Regions from separate parts of the Mus musculus genome. Here region 2 is linked to region 1. Evidence: chromatin contacts called from public HiChIP or PLAC-seq data. All regions are on one chromosome and are shown on one strand. Each heading gives the region's core, a stretch centred on a gene start, on an enhancer-like site or on the middle of the called end of the contact. The rest is flanking DNA. Distances are from core to core; before and after follow the strand shown. Region 1 holds the start of Zfyve27 (zinc finger, FYVE domain containing 27). Region 2 overlaps Got1 (glutamic-oxaloacetic transaminase 1, soluble).

The links. HiChIP or PLAC-seq counts read pairs in DNA pulled down with a chosen protein or histone mark.
Region 2: an H3K27ac HiChIP or PLAC-seq map of embryonic stem cells shows a contact between it and region 1, with 4 times the contacts expected there. The contact joins the enhancer-like site here to the promoter of Zfyve27 in region 1. A contact is called at or near these places in 3 of 39 promoter capture datasets (embryonic stem cells, hippocampal neurons and liver) and 2 of 115 datasets of contacts at active chromatin or transcription factors (both in embryonic stem cells).

The regions. Positions count from the first base shown.
Region 1 is chr19:42,168,584-42,172,663 of GRCm38.p6, forward strand. Zfyve27 (zinc finger, FYVE domain containing 27) reads left to right here and starts at 1,984. Exons shown (of 13, transcript NM_177319.3): 1 at 1,984-2,202; 2 at 2,963-3,160. The coding sequence starts at 2,964.
Region 2 is chr19:43,496,641-43,500,540 of GRCm38.p6, forward strand. It overlaps Got1 (glutamic-oxaloacetic transaminase 1, soluble), which reads right to left. Exons shown (of 9, transcript NM_010324.2): 9 at 3,112-3,900. The coding sequence ends at 3,778. It overlaps Cnnm1 (cyclin M1), which reads left to right. Exons shown (of 12, transcript NM_001373992.1): 12 at 1-570. Among named protein-coding and RNA genes, the nearest start is that of Got1, 26 kb to the right of the region's middle. Within about 2 kb of position 2,566, at least 88 of the 459 cell types and tissues checked have an H3K27ac peak or open chromatin away from gene starts, as enhancers often do. A contact at or near this core is called in embryonic stem cells and liver, where this site is marked.

The sequences.
Region 1 (4,080 bases), core at 734-3,233:
TTGTACTCAGTCCTTCAGGTTTGTACAGCAAGTGTTTTATCCACCAAGTCATCTTGCCAGTCCACAGATTTTGAGCACTTAAAATGTGCTGAGGAGCTGGGCGGTGGCACTGCACGACTTTAATCTCATCCCTCAGGAAGCAGAGGCCAGTCTGGTCTATAGGGCGCATAGTGCCAGTGCTCTAGCTTCTGATGACATTAGCTAACGGCTGATGGTGAATGTGAACGTGAATGCAATCCCCAGGGAGGGTTAGAAGCAAGGAAGGTGGCAGATAGATGACATTCAAGGGAAGAAAAACCCTAAGGAGACCTTGAGGGTAGGAGGCCAAGAGAGGTGGTCTCCTGGACGCTCAGGTGGGGAAAGGAAGAACAGCGAAGTGTCCAGTGTTGCTGAGAGCTCCTGCAAGGAAGACTGGAAATGTTCGCTGGGTGTGGCAGCCAGAAAGGCAGAGGTGACCCAGGAAGACGGGATTACAGTTGGCGAGGGCTGAATAGGTGAGGAATGAGCAGAAGAGCGGGCAAGTCAGAGGAGGAAACAAAAGTGGAGGTAAAGAAATTTCTTGTGCATCTTGTCTCCAGGCGAAGGGGTATTACTGAGAGTAAAGATTTCAGAGCCTGTGGGACAGTGACCAGCCTGAAGGAAGTGAGGAGAGCCCAGATTCCCAGTGCAGCTGAGTCCTGGCTGAGGAGAGCAGGCGTGCCTGTCTCTCTGAAAAAGAGATGCTGGACGAGATGTCAGTGAAGCTTTGGGGTAGCTCAGAGGAGGGGTTATTGTCGGCTGAACAGCTAGGGAAGGCTGCTCACAGCTGACTCCTGCTATGATGGCTTGCTTGGGTTTGGATGGAAGCAAGAATCGGGGCAGGCAGGTGTGACAAGCAATCTGAGGACTTGGCAAGAGTCCAGGGCCCTTGCAGGTAACAAAGAGGGTTCAGCTGGCTGAGACTGAGGCACCTGAGAGAGAACAGCAGGACAGATGAAGCCAGTGGATGCAGCCTCGTGTGGGTGGTGGTATGGCTGGGGTTGCTGGCATCCAGTGATGTATTTGGCTCAAATCCCAGCTCCGAGCAGTTTATGTGCTGTGACATTAAAGAAGTTACTTACCATGACTACAACTCCTCATCTGTGAAATGGTGATAACCCCGATAGGGTTATTGAAGGAGGAACAGATAAGATAATGTGCACAAAAAGCTTAGTGTACTGCCTGCCTGCTGGTTAAATGGAAACCCATGGGAGGTGTGTTTTAAGGGACAACAGCTGGGTCACAAGATGTGAAGAGGATAGAGCTAGGAACGGCCTGCACAGGACCTTGAACACAGCAGCTACGGACCACCGTTCCGTCTCTGCTAATGTTGTAACCCTCGAAATTACTGATACTACTAGAGAAACTTCAGTGTCGTGTACAGTTTGTCTCTGCGTTCTCACGGCAAGCACTATAGCAGACAGCTGGTTTCTGTGCTGCTGTGTCTTCCTGCAGCAAGCCAGGGGCTCTCTCACCGTTAAAATGGCACTACCCATAGGCACCTGACATACAAGATGTGTTTTCTGTCTTCCCTAGGTTCTCAGAGCTTCTATCCACATTTTCTTTCTTTTTTTTTATCCTTCTCCATCCCTGCCCCCACACGCCCCACTTTTTTTTTTTTTTTTTTTTTTTTTTTTGAGCCAGAAGCTCCCATAGCCAAGACTGGCCTTGAACTTGCAATACTCCAGCCTCAGAAACCAAAAGGCTGTGGTTACAAGTGTGTCACCACGCTAGACTCTCTAACTGTCCTTGCTGTAATGTTCCGGAGCTAGGCTGGCTCCCAGGTCCTAGGACTCCCGGGCATTAAACGAGTCATCTCTTGGGTGGCAGGAACAGAGTTAACCAGAAATTAGCCAAGGAGGGAAGAGTGCGCAGGCGCAGTATCAACGCGCTTGCTCACCTGCGCTTGGGTGGGAGGAGCTAAGCCCGGAGGCCGGACCCAAGGCGGGACGGGCGCGGTGACGTCACGGGCGCGCCACCGCAGAGTGAGTCGCGTCCCGGAAGCGACGGCGGTGGAGGGGCAGACGGTTCCCGGGTGGACCTGCGACTTCGGAGCGTCGGTGGGAGGTGGCGTGGCGTGGCGTGGGGTGGGGCGGGCCTGGCCTGAGGGACCGCTCCGGGGCTTGGTGGCCCTTCTGTCCCCCTGGCCGTTCCTGTCTCTTCCTTTCCTGGGACAGCGTCCGGGTAGGTGACGACCGTGACGCCCCAGCCTCACTGTATTTATTTACGGAGCCTGGCCCTCCGGCCCTCCCACCGCGTGTGGGTCGCCACCTGCAGGCACAGCGACCTTAGGCGTGTCCTGCCCTGCGCGGCCTCAGACAGGCTGGTGGTCTGGGCCTCTGTCGGCACTGACCTGCTAAGCCTGTCTCGCGCTTGCTTGGGTTCCCTTTCTCCCTAGCTCGTCCTGTCGAGAGTTTGGGGTCCAGTCGACCCCTTTCCAAGTGATGAATGGGAGCCAGGGTTAAGAGCGTGATAAGAGTGTTGTTAGGAGAAATTCATGAACCTCTGGGAGCCCTGGTAAGGGTCTCCCAGTGTACACTGGCGCGTTCATAAAGACTTCCCAGGACAAGATGGTCCCCCTTACCCTGACACCTGAAGGAGGAGCTAAAGATAGGAGAAAGATGTCACAGGACATCTTTTCTCTTGGCATTACCTACTGCCTTCTTTCAACAACCTGGTTATTAATGGTTTATATGCTCTTGAAAGGTCTGTGAGGGAAAGGAGCGTTGGAGGGGCTCATGAAGAGTGATAGGCTTTATAGCGAAGACATCCCCTTCACCCTGCTACTTCCTACTTCAGTAGGAATAAAATTTCTTGCAGTGTGAGATGGGTATTCGCGTTCACCTCTCACAGTTAACCTTAGGAACCACACGAACTGTAATGCAAGGGGGAAATGTGTTGTAGTCTGGAAGTGCATCGTGAGTGTAGGGATTTACGATTACAGAATGCAGACTTCGGATCGGGACCTGAGTGGGCCGGAGGCGAGCCCCAGCGGGATGCCTGAGGTTCTCTCTGAGTGTCCACCTGCCCCTACCAAGTCAGCAGCGTTTGATCTCTTCAACCTGGTCCTGTCCTACAAGAGGCTGGAGATCTACCTGGAACCCCTGAAGGATGCAGGGGACGGTGTTCGATACTTGCTAAGGTACAGACTTTAGGGTTCCTTTGTTCTTCCTCTGGGCTCTCCTGTCTCCCTGGTCTTTAGCAGTTCTGGCCAGCTAGGCAGTAGTTGGGCTATCCTTTCTGCTCTAGCGATGACTAGTTCTGGGGAGACTTGTGTGACCTTTAGGTGTATTCAGGTCTACTTGTGTTCCAGCGCTATGCAGGGAAGGTGGGAACTGAGAACCACTTGGTCTTCATCAGGACTGTAGTTGGATAAGCTCCTCTTAGGGACTGCTGGAAAGACACTGGCCTAGTATAGCTTAGAGCAGATGTAGGGATTTTTTTTCCCTTTTCTCTCTGAATATTAATGTAATTAATATTAAAATCTTGATTTTTATTCTTTTGTATGCATGTGGCGTTGTGTGCAGGTCAGAGGGCAGCTTTTGGGAGTTAGCTCTCCTTCCAGGGTGGATTCTAGGGACAGACACAGGCTTGGCAGCAAGCACTTTACTGGCTAAGCTATTTTGTTGTTGTTGTTGTTTTTGTTTTCGAGACAGGGTTTCTCTGTGTGACCCTGGCTGTCCTGGAACTCACTCTGTAGACCAGGCTGGCCTCAAACTTAGAAATCCTCCTGCCTCTGCCTCCCAAGCGCTGGAATTAAAGGCGTGCGCCACCACTGCCCAGCTGGCTAAGCTATCTTACCATCAAGTTATAATTTTAAACAAACTCAACTACAAATACCTTTGAAAAAACGAGATGCCATTTTCACTGTTACTTGGGATTATGGTTTTCAATTTTTTTCTATTTTTGCTTCATTTTTTTAATCCTCAGTAATTTTCTTCCAGCTTCCTTTCCTTTCTTTTTGTTGTTGAGATAGTGTTTCATTGTATATATCACAGGCTAGTCTGAAACTCATAGTGCAGGCTGCTCTCAGACTTCCAAGCATTCTGTTGCAGACTTACA
Region 2 (3,900 bases), core at 1,316-3,815, 1.3 Mb after region 1:
CAACCTACATCCCATATAACTTTTGCCCACTGTCTACCAAACCCACAGTAGGTATTGCCAAGAGGGCCGTAGCCCATGGGAGGGAAGTTTGGAGCCAGAGATGCCTCTTCTGTGTATGTCATGGACTTCACATGCCCCTTGTTTAGCCTGGCTGCCCTGAGGCTCAGCCATGCATGTGTTCTAGCTAAGTCCACAGCCACCTCTCCCAACCTGCTCCTGCCTGCTCAGAATACAGTGCCAGCCCTTAGTGCTGGTGTCGCAGACCTAGGCCAGTAAGTGATGATGAGTTTGGAACAAGATCTCACAAGGGAGCCCTGCTAGGTAAAGTTCCCTCTCATTAGTCCTTTGGCCACCAGGCTCAGGCCACTACTGTTGTATTAACTCCACCCTCTGCAGACCCTCTAAGGGACCTGTCACCATTCCTTTCCCTAGCTCCCAAGCCCCACCCCCCCCCTCCGATTTTCTTCAGGTTAAAATACATTTTAAAAAAAGATTTTAAAATAAAGTATTTATGAAAACTCAATAAATTGTAAATAATTTTTAAATAAAATAAAAATGTGTTTTCCTGGACTAGCTGCTTTGCTTGCCCATGGGATTCTGGAGTTTGAAAATGGTTTCATTTGAGATGCGTGTCAGACAATGCACAGGTGTCAACATCTCACCTGTGTGGCCCACCTGCCTGCAGGGCACTAACTACCCTTGAGGCAGGTGCGAGGCTGAGGTAAGGTTACAGCAAAGTTCGGGTACTTCAGGTAGACTTTGCTTTGGGAAGTCAGGTGAGTCGGATTTTTATAGGAATGAACGGCAGAAGAGGGAAGTAAACCTAAGACTGGATGTAAGTGGAGACAAGGGGGTATTAAGAGGATACTGAGAAGGGCCAGTGGCTGCTGAACCCATGTGACCATGAGAAAAGACCAGGATGTTGGAGGCCAGACCCTACACCCCTGAGACTCTGCTGGCTTTCTCGGACCTTCTGGAACATCAAGATGGCCCCATTCCAGTGGTTCCTACGCAAAGGCTAGAGGCAGGAACAAGAAAGCAGTGGGCCAGAGGTTCCGTGTGCAGTTAGCTGGCTCCAGAAGGCGGACCAGCCAGGCAGCTTGCAAGCAGTGTAACAAGACCATTAGAGGGTTATGCTGGAACAATACAGGATTCTTCTCTGGAGACCCAATCGGGGCTATTCTTTCCTTAATACGCTAAAGGCTGTTTTCTCTGGGCTACACTTAGCAGGTGGTGTAATAAAGGCTGCTTAACTCATTTCTCAAAACTGCCTCTCAAAGGCGCTGATGCCTTTGGACAACTTGATTGAAGTTTTGGCAAGTTGGAGTTTTCTGTTTGCCCACCTCTGAAGTCTACCATGCACCCACATCTGAGAGCTCTTGCAGTGTCCCCCAAACATCCACAGAACCCCAGACACAGTACAGGACACGCTAACCAATTTGTCCCACTTCATCTTTTTTTTTTTTCTTTAAAATACTAAAAACTTTTTTAGCATGTTGGTACTGGCATTGAGACTTAAAGTTGTTTCCTTAATTTAAATAGTTTTGGCACTCCCCCTAGAAGAAAAATTAGAAATTTTTCTAATAAATAAATTTTTATAAAATAAATTTAAAAATAAAAAACTAGAAGAAAAATTCTCTTTCCCTAACAAGAAAAGTATGCCCTAGTAAGAGTTTACTGGGGAGCCAGTCAGTGGTGGCGCACACCTTTAATCCCAGCACGGGAGGCAGAGGCAGGCAGATTTCTGAGTTTAAGGCCAGCCTGGTTTACAGAGTGAGTTCCAGGACAGTCAGGGATACACAGAGAGACCCTGTCTCAAAAAAAAAAAAAAAAAAAAAAAAGGTGGGGGGTGGTTACTGGGTAGGACATTTTGGAGGGCCACATTGATCAAAATTGTTTTTTAAGATTTATTTATGTGTATGCCTTAGCATATGTAGGTACCCCTGGAAGCCAGAAGAGGGCGTCAGATCCCCTTGATCTGGAATTCCGGGCAGTTGTGGTTTCATGTGGGTGCTAGAAACAGAACCCCAGTCCTCTGCAAGAGCAACAAGCAATGCTCTTTTGCTCACAACAACCAAGTCTGTCCCCATCAGAGGTACTGGAGTCTGATGGCTTAAGCCACCCCTAGGGAGAATGCAAGAAACTCTTCCAGGGAAGGCAGCATCCTAGAGCTGAAAGAACAAACCTCAATAAAGGATACAAATGGAAACAAGCTGCAAGCTAACGTCTAATAACCTTTACCTCGTCCACACCCAGCAGCCTGGGGCACCTACAGAGAGTCAGCCCAGCCAGATGGTAGGATCTGCAAGGGCGGAGGGCTTTGCAAAGGAAAGCCAGACCAGGGATAACCACCGTTCCTCTCCGAAGGCAGGAAGCCAGACTGTTTCAGTACCAACAGACTGATTCAAAGAAAGGAATGAGGAATGACGGCAGAATGACAGCAACAGTCCAAATTCTGGCTCAAGGTCAAAGGTCTTTTTTTAAACTAAAAGGCCCTACTAACAGAACAGGGTGTCTTGGTAAGCTTGGAAAGAATTCCGTACCACACCCAGAGGAAAGGGGGTGAGTCAGAGACAACAGGAAGCAAGCAGACTGTTTCACTGCGGTAGCCAGGCTAGACCTGGTGACTTCTGGAGCCGACCATCTTTAAAAATCGTGGGATTTTTATACCTCAAGGGAGTCCTGGGAAATTCTGAAAAGCTACTCTTAAATATTTTGAAAAGTGGTTACTCTGTTGCTTAAAGTAAGGCATAGCCCTACCAATTTTTCCAGACCCACCCTTTTCCCAGAGTTCAGGGACTCTGGAACTTGTGATGTTTAAGCAGCTGTAATGTTTTCAATACACTAGGGACATAGCAGCTCCAGCGGTGACGGAAAGAGCTGGTATTCTAGAATCCCTCTAAATGATATCATCCTAGTTTCTTAAGAAAATGGCTGGTGTCTGAACGATAAACCTACAAAAGCAACATGGACTTACAGCCTGGATCCTACTTGAACTTCCAGTTTCATGAACACATTTTGTTTTTTCCTTTACCTTTGCCATCAGTGAACCCCTCTAAAGACTTCATTCTAAACTGTGGGTGGCAACTCATGAATGGATCACAAACTCCATTTCACTTGTCTTGATCAGCAGTTTTATTTTTTAAATAAAACAGAACAGACTAAGAAAATATCACAATGTGCCACATATCACAAGAGCAAATACCGTTTAGTGGAACTTTCATTTCAGTCAAATACGTAAATCCATTTGTATGTCATGATATAAATATTGGCCACAGTTGCCTTAAAAAAACTAATGTTCCAGACCAGGGACACAACCGTGCGGGGAGATCAGGGTGACGAGAGACAGAGATGGGTGGCGATGATGAGTTTTAATGCCCCAGCCAACACCCACAGTCACATCCGGCTCCTCAGACCAACTTGATCTTTGAGACTAGACTTTTGTACAGTCAGGCAACACGCAGAAGCCCAAGGCTCCGTGGGCATCACTCCTGCAGAATGCTAGAGAGGAAGGCAAGGTGATTACATCTCATAGCCAAAGTTCTTTTTATTCTTAAATAACTTTAATCTACTCTGGTTTCCAACAGGCTCTAACCCCAGAGCCCCCGGGGCTCATTTCAAGAAACGTCTTCTCATGTGGGGGGTCAGCTAAACAGCAGCTGCTTCCCCTCGGTCATCTCTAATAAAGGACGTGTACAGCTAGGTACAGCTAGGTTTGCGCAGGCAGGAAAGGTGTGACAAGAACTGCTTTGGTGGCGTGAACTACGAGGTGTTTCTTCACTGGATTTTGGTGACGGCTTCATGGATGGAGGTAGCGACGTAATCTAGGTTCTTGGTGGTCAAGCCGCACATGTTGATCCGACCACTCGGCAGGAGATAGATATGCTTCTCGTTGACCAA